Linked DNA regions of Sus scrofa: region 2 is linked to region 1. The links are chromatin contacts, called in public promoter capture Hi-C maps. All regions are on one chromosome and are shown on one strand. Each heading gives the region's core, a stretch centred on a gene start, on an enhancer-like site or on the middle of the called end of the contact. The rest is flanking DNA. Distances are from core to core; before and after follow the strand shown. Region 1 overlaps AFF1 (AF4/FMR2 family member 1). Region 2 holds the start of AFF1 (AF4/FMR2 family member 1).

Region 1 (3,946 bases), core at 1,241-3,740:
TAGTTTTGTTACCACATCCCTCCTGATCTGCTAATTGGAAGTGCTCTCTGAATTCTGCCTTTATTCCCAAGAACGGAACCAGCTAACCTCTGCCCCCACCCCCACGGCATCCTTTCTTTGGGGAAGGTGACATAGTCCCCTCCCTCTGGAGCAAAACTGCCCTTTGTGGACAGAAGGAGCAGCTTAGGTTGAATGATGCATGCCTCTTGGCATCTCTAGGGTGACACTTTTCACTAAGTGAATGATCCACGGGGGCAGCCTCCTAAGTACCTTTTTAATACCCAAGAAAGTGTTTCTGGGCAGCTAGAAAGAATGGACTTGGAGCTGTAGGGAGAGGTTTGGGGTGGAGTTATACTTTTGGAGGGTCACCCATGCTGTTGTCCAAGGCAGCACCTCGTAGACTGAGAGATAAGGGACATTTTCTAGCATCTCATATTGGATGCTGAATGTGGGAGCAGGAAGAAGTAGAAAACACAGCGAGTCACCCCCAAAATGAGAGGTATCTTGGAAGCCCATAGAGGAGAGAGCTTCCAAGGAGCAGATCGTTCTTGGTTTAGGAAGCTTAGCTGTGATAGCAGGAGGGTGGGCAGTAGTTTTAGGAGAGATAAGAGTGAAAAGTGGGAGAAATGGCTGATTCTAGAACTGGGGTAAAGGAAATAGGAGGTGAGGGGGAAAAACTGTAATTGTAATGTATACATGTAAGGATAACCTGACCCCCTTGCTGTACAGTGGGAAAATAAAAAAAATAAAAAAAAGAAAATAGGAGGTGAGCCCAGAACATCTTCTAGTACCAGAAAGTAAGGAAGTGCTCAAAAGACAAAGGGGGGAAAAAAAAAGGGACGAGAAGGTAACAGGGAAGAGCCCCCGGTGTCCAGGGCTGGAGCAATTTGAGCAGTGAAAGAAATCGAATGGTATTGGATTATAGCCCAAAAGATAAATAGCTGTGAATGTTTGCCATGCTGATATAAATAAATGATCAAATACATTAATGAATGGAGAAGCAATGGAGAATTTCTTACAGAAGGATTCCAGATGCTCTGTTATAGATACTACCACCCCCCAGGAGGTGGAATATTAATTCCTTCCTTGCCTTGAAGGGAAAAACATTAGACAAACCCGGATGGGGGGATATTGGCCAGAAGTCCTCAAAACTGTCAAGATTATAAAAAACCAGGAAAGACTGAGAAACTGTCACACAATGTCATGTGTGATACTCTGGATTGGAGCAGAAAGAGAACATTCATGGAAATTAAGATAAGTCTAGAGTCTAGTTCTTGGTAATATTCTTTTTTTTTTTTTTTTTTTTTTTTGTCTTTTTAGGGCCGCACCCACGACATATGGAGGTTCCCAGGCTAGGGGTCGAATTGGATCTGTAGGCATGGGCCTACACCAGAGCCACAGCAACGCCAGATCCGAGCTGCATCTTCAGCCTACACCACAGCTCACGGCAACGCCGGATCCTTAACCCACTGAGTGAGGCCAGGGACCGAACCCGCAACCTCATGGTTCCTAGTCGGATTCGTTAACTACTGAGCCACGACAGGAACTCCAGTTCATGGTAATATTCTAATGTGTCCCGGTTTTGACAAATGACAAGTAGTACTCTAAGGTGTGAACATGGGGAGACTGGCTAGGGAGGTATGTGAGAATTCTTTGCAACTTTTCTGTACATCTAAAATCATTCCAGAAGTTCCTGCTGTGATGTCCAGCCGCTTAAGGATCTGGCACTGTCTCTGCAGCAGCTCAGGTGGCCTCTGAGGTGCGGGTTTGATCCCAGGCCCAGTGCTGTGGTGTAGGAGCAGCTGTGGCTCAGATTCTATCCCTGGCCTAGGAACTTCCCTATGCCTCTGAGTGTGGCCAAAAATAAATAAAAAGGACTATTTAAAAAAGAAGTGTGTTTGTTACCGAATTCTTGTGGTGTGACCCCCCCCTCAGGGTGAGGCCAAACAAAGTTGGAGTTTAGAGGAGAGAAAGGTTTATCAAAGGGCAGAGCTGGGAGAATGGGTGGCTCCTGCTCAAAAAACCCGGAAACTCCCTGAAGGGTTTCAGCAAAGCCTTTTTAAAGGGCAGGTGAGGGAGGGGCGTCCCAGGGCGTGTGATCAGCTCGTGCGCAGGTCTCTGGTTGATGCGAAGGTCTCTGGTTGATGGCGAGGTAACAGGCCAGTGTCACGGGGGTTCGCACTATCTTCAGGAGCCCCTAGGGTCTGGTCATCAAGTAGTTAATTTCTTCCATTTGGTGGAGGGTTTTAGCAGCTGCAAAACATCTTAGGAAATATGCGTCAGATACTATTATCTAGGTACTCCAGAGAGGAGCTAAAGCAGAGGCTTCGGGGGAAGAGTCTGTCCTGGGAAGGTCCCATAGCATCCTGCTCGTTCACCTGTTGGGCAAACTTGAATTTGTCAATAGGCCGAGAAGAAGTCTCTGGTCTGGTTGGGCAGGGGTATTGGGAGGGGGAGGAAGGATGTTTTATTGATGACAAAGAGAAGATATGAGAAAAAGACCTTGGGTGAAGGAAGAGATGACGTCAGGCAGTATAGTCTTAAAGATTGTTGCTCGTTGCGTGGGGTGAACAACCCCAAGGCTGTCTCCTCAAAGCTCAGTCACAGCAGAGAAAGTTTCCAACTCCGTTTCCTAATCCTAACACAGCCGGATTGGTGAGGCAGGGTCTTGCTCCGGGCGGGTTGGCTGGATGTCTGTAACAGGCACCCAGGAGCGATGCTTGATTGGCGCTCAGGGACTGTCCTACGCAGAACCTAGAACCAGAACCTAGAACCGTTCCTTTGGGACCTCAGAGGTATTTGCACCCTGGAGCGAATTACATTTGCAAGATTGATTTGGGATGGATGAGGGGCCTGCTTTTCTCCTTCCTGTAGGGAAGGGCAAGGGGCACGTGGGAGGAGGTAGGAGGAAAGCCTGCGCTCTGGATTCGGGAAAGAAGCGAAGGGCCTTTGGGAATGAAGGACCTGGAAATCAATTCTGCGAACCTTTGACGGCATCCCTCTTGAGGACATCCATGCACCCCCACTTCGAAGATCATGGTAGAGGACCGGAAAAGTACGGAGTAAATCTGGGGAAGAAGGGGACTTTCTCAGAACCAGCAAGGTGGGCGCTGCTTTGTGTTGCGGTCACAGCCGAGGGGGGAGGCAGTTGTTTCCAGCGCTGCTTATTTTCCGGTTCGCCCTGGTATCTCTGCCCACCCAGGGTGGTGATGCTCATCCTCTTTCTCCTCCTTTGTTCTCGTATCTGATTTGTTCGAGGCCATCCCCTGGCACCTTGAGCCCCCCTCTTTTGGCAAAGTGATCTCTGCAGTGTCCTCCTTAACCAATGTCGCGTTGAAATGAAGTGAAAATTCTTACACTTAACCTATGTAACTTTAAGACCAAAAACGCCGTTAAAGGGTAGAATTGGGAATTCTTTTATGGTGCAGTGGGTTGAGGATCTGTCATGGTTGCTGCTGTGGTGCAGATTAGATCCCTGGCCCAGGAACTTCTGCATGCCATGCGGGGGGAGGCAAAAAAAAAAAAAAAGTGTGTGTAGAAAATCAGAATCATTGAATGACTATTGTGGAGTAAATGCACACATTGAATGATTATTTAACAGTTCTGATTAAGGGAACTTGTTAAATTTTTTTTTTTTTGACTTAAGGTATGTTAGAAAGATTTTGTCCTCTATTTCTTAAATTAAAATTTCGTTGGGAGTTCCTGTTGTGGCCTTGCTCAATGGATTAAGGATCTGGCATTTCTGCGAGCTTCGTTGTAGGTCAAATTCGGATCTGCTGTGGCAGAGGTGTGCAGGTGCAGCTTTGATTCGACCCCAAGCCTGGGAACTTCCATATAACTCGGGTGCAGCCCTAAATATAAAAAAAAATTGGAGTTCCCACTATAGCACAATGGGTTAAGAATCAGACTGCATCGGCCTAGGTTGCTGCAGAGGCAGGTGTTCCAT
Region 2 (4,075 bases), core at 1,502-4,001, 59 kb before region 1:
GCCAGGGATCAAACCTGCAACCTAATGGATACTAGTTGGGTTTGTCACCGTTGAGCCACAACAGGAACTCCCAAAAAAGGGAAACTTTTTTTTTCAGTTCTGTTTTATTCAAGATCATGGTTGTTAGAGACATGCTTCACCTTAGCAGAAACTATCAAAAACTGACTAGGTTGTCAAGATTAAGAAAATGCTAGAACATTATTGAGTGACATAAAAATGTAACTTAAGAATTCCTGGGAGGGAGTTCCCATCGTGGATCAGTGGTTAAGGAACCCGACTAATATCCATGAGGATGCCGGTTCCATACCTGGCCTCGCTCAGTGGGTTGAGGATCCCGAGTTGCTGTGGCTGTGGTGTGGCCAGCAGCTACAGCTCCAATTAGACTCCTAGCCTGGGAACCTCTATATGCCTCAGGTGCGGCCCTAAAAAAAAAAAAGAATTCCTAGGAGTTCCCATCGTGGCGCAGTGGAAATGAATCTGACTAGGAACCATGAGGTTGTGGCTTTGATCCCTGGCCTTGTTCAGTGGGTTAAGGATCTGGTGTTGCCATGAGCTGTGGTGTAGGTTGCAGACACGGTTCGGATCTGGCATTGCTGTGGCTGTGGTGGAGGCCGGCAGCTGTAGCTCCTATTGGACCCCTAGCCTGGGAACCTCCATATGCCGTGGGTGCGGCCCTAAAAAGACAAAAAGATAAAAAAATAATAATAATAAAATAAAATTAAGTTTAAAAAAATAAAAAAAGCTACCACCTTTATGGAAATTTATCAACAGAGACGTGCACTGGGATTTTTTATTTCCTCGTTTCTTTCTGCAAGGCATGGACTCTCATGAAAACAGGTGTTCTGTTTTTGTCACTGATATGGTCCATCACCCAGCACATCGCCTTGAAAATATTCCTATAAATGGAATGAACTCTTCTCTGAAACAAAGCTAAATTATCTCCAACAAAAAACTTTTGCACAATTACATCCCTCAGCTCCAAAAGCAGTAAAATAAAATGATCCAACTTTCACTGTCAACATCATTTACTAAGTTGACTACAGCTTGAAGGCAGTAGGAGATATTATGGGATTAAGAACACAACAAAGGAAAACGTTTTAGACAGGAGTAGTAAAAACTTTCAGATTATAAATTATGACTAGGCTTATATATAATTGACAATGAAATGTGTTTATGCCATCTCAAAAAGATGAAAATATGTGTTATGATTAGAATAGGTGTCAATCCTGTTAGGAACATTTACCTGCACAAACACGGGTCCTCAGGTGTGACTGCTTTCCCACCCAGCCCGGAAAAGACCTCCTTAGCTCTCATCCAGAGGCACACCAAGCCTCACCAGGGGCGCATAGATTATTTTCGCTGTTAAGGTCAATCCAATCAGTATCATCATGGGGGCATAGGGAGTAGGGAGAAAAGTTATATTTTGGAAAACAATCCATGGGAAATTATCAAGCAGCCAAGTTTAGTTTGGAAATGCAAATATCTGTCACTTAGTTTTCAAACCCTGTGCAAGCAGACAGTGAAGGCGTGATGAGGGGGAAAAGCAACAGCAACAATCACAAAAAAGAAAAGAAAGAAAGAGAAATGGAGAAGAGAGAGGCTATGAAAGGGAATTCTTTTTCGTAGTCTGTCTTAGGGGATTTATTGTCACTGAGTTTTTTTTAATTTTTAAATGGAAGTAGAGTTGATTTACCGTGTGTTAATTTCTGTTGTGCAGCAAAGCGATTCAGTTATATGTATACACATTCTTTTTCATATTCTTTTCCCTATGGTTTATCTCAGGATATTGAATATAGTTCCCTGAGCTATGTAGTAGGCCCTTGTTCCTTATCCGAAGGGGGTTATTTTCATACACGGTACTAATTTGCATTTACATCATGTTACGTTTGAGTAAGGTGATTTCTTTCATCCAAATTATTTCACCCATTTAAAACTATTAAGATACTGGGGAAAAGCCTGTCAGGGCCATTTGATGTAATCTTTCCGCCTCTCCTTCAGGCAGGAAGGTGCGATGACGCAGAGAACTCAGCATGTGTTCTTTCCTTGGTGTGTTCACAAAAGGGATCCGGTAGCAACTTAACCAGACATGAGCTTTCCCTTCGTTTGGATCTGTTTGCCAAAGCCCCAGTACCCACTGGAATTTTCTGGGGTTGGGCTGCTGGAGAACAACCACCGAAAGGCTGGATGCAGGAGACCGGTTTCCCGTGCCACTTTGAAGCTTGTGACACTGGGCACAATACTTATTTTCGGCTCTTCGGTTTCAGTATTTGGGAAAGGGCAGCAATAATATGTCTGTTTTATTAGGTTGTTGTGAAGATGAGACAGGCCTGTGTGTGAGTGAAAAGCCCTTTATAAACCGTAAAACCCTCTCCAGATGTTGGCTATCATCGCCTTTAAAGGACGCAGAATCTGTTTCAATTGCATAGGAGACTGCAAAAAGACTCCTTGACACTTTTAGTCACAACTTGACCCGAAGCTTAATCTCGCTGTAAATCGAAAGGGTTCTTGCGCCCCAAACCAGCCCGGGACAGGGTCACCCAGGCCGCCGGAGCGGTCCCTGCGGTATTCCACCCGGAGAGACGGCTCGCCCTCCACCTCCCACTGGTCTCCCGGGGAGGGCCGCGCCGCTCCTTTCCGTCTGGGCGGTGCCAGCTGGAGGGCGTGGCCCGGGCGGAGCGGAGGCGCGCTGGGGGCGTGGCCTCCACGGGAGGGCGTGGCCTCGCCTCCCCGGCGTTCCTGGGCCGCCCGCAAGCCCGGCTTGCCTGCCAGCTAGCGGACGGGCGCGCGGCTCCTGCGCACTCGGCCTCCGCCTGCGCGCGTCGCTGGCACAGCTGCGTTCTCGCCTCCGCGGCTGGGAGTGGGGTCCGGCGCGAGCCGCCGCTCAGCTTCGGGAGCACACACTCCCCGGCGCTCTCCGCACCAGCGCCCCTTCCCGACCACATCAGGTCCGGGGCGGGCGAGGGCGGCGAGGGCGCACGACCCGAGACTGCAGGACTAAGGGTCTAGAAGGTAAGCAGAACCCTGCGCCCCCCGGGCTGGGGAGGGGGTGGGTCATCCTGGCCCGAACGCCGCGGCCTCTGACTTCTGGGAAGCCCAAGCTCTCTTCCTCCTCGCTGCCGGCTTCCCAGCACGCTGACTCAAGTCGCTGGCGTTCCCACTTTTCCGGTGGGAACCTTCGGGGAGAACGGGCGAAGGAGACGCAGAGCTCGCACCACCCTTACTTAGAAATCTCCAGCAGGTAGCATCTAGAAAAACTGGGGAGGGAAACACAGGCAGAGACCTATCCTCCTCCCCCTCTCCCACTCCCCAAAATCAACCATCTGCCTGTGCGCCCCGAGTCTTGAGGAAAGATGTTCGGTTGTTGTAACCTGGTCCCCGGGTTGCATAATGGAAGAGTCCCAGAAGTTTCTCTGGGAGGTAAAAGCAGGGCTTTTCTCTCCTCCATTCCGCCCCCCCCGTCACCCCTCCCCCCTGCGTCTAGTAGAGAGAGATTAGTGGTGCCAGTCCCTTCAAATGGTGGTTGGGATGGAGGTGTGTCTGGTGGTCCGCAGCCTCCGGAAACGGAGGGCAAAAGTTGGAGACACCTTCTGAGACTTGCTCCTGGCGCAGAGGGAAACGGCGTCTGCAGAACATGGATCTGGTTAATTTCCCTTGAGGATCGTTTGTTCTTGGTGTCTGATCCTCTCACTGCCTGCGGCACACGAGCCCTCGGACTTTGCGAGCGCCGGGGTCGGCGAATTACGTGGGGGAAGCGAGTTATAGGAAGCGTACTTTAACGTGTTGGTAGTTAGGTTAATGAAGCTGCGAGGGACCTTCCGGGGTCTTGATACTTTCCTCCTAGGTTAGTCTTGTAGCAGTTTCCTTACACGGCCCCCACATTGTTATGCAAATTGTCCCTGGAAGACCCTTGGCTTTGGAAGTGGAGATGTGTCCTAATCTTCCGGGAGCCCTTCTCTGTTGGGGGGTGGAGTGGGGGTGGGGAAGGCCTTGCAGACGAAGTTTTGTTTTTTTAAGGATGGGGTGCGGTCATTTTAACCCTGTTGGTGCACGTTGGAGGCGCGGGTGGGCATGGGGG

What was found. Promoter capture Hi-C pulls out the DNA fragments that hold promoters and counts their contacts.
Region 2: a promoter capture Hi-C map of fetal liver shows a contact between it and region 1, with 2.7 times the contacts expected there. The contact joins the promoter of AFF1 here to the enhancer-like site in region 1. A contact is called at or near these places in 2 of 5 promoter capture datasets (fetal liver and liver), 19 of 47 Hi-C or Micro-C datasets (adipose tissue, alveolar macrophages, blood and 10 more) and 2 of 2 datasets of contacts at active chromatin or transcription factors (alveolar macrophages and skeletal muscle).

What each region holds. Positions count from the first base shown.
Region 1 is chr8:131,863,950-131,867,895 of Sscrofa11.1, reverse strand. The region is part of intron 2 of AFF1 (AF4/FMR2 family member 1); the gene reads left to right. Among named protein-coding and RNA genes, the nearest start is that of AFF1, 59 kb to the left of the region's middle. Within about 2 kb of position 2,490, at least 3 of the 83 cell types and tissues checked have an H3K27ac peak or open chromatin away from gene starts, as enhancers often do. A contact at or near this core is called in fetal liver, where this site is marked.
Region 2 is chr8:131,923,490-131,927,564 of Sscrofa11.1, reverse strand. AFF1 (AF4/FMR2 family member 1) reads left to right here and starts at 2,751. Exons shown (of 21, transcript XM_021101783.1): 1 at 2,751-3,009.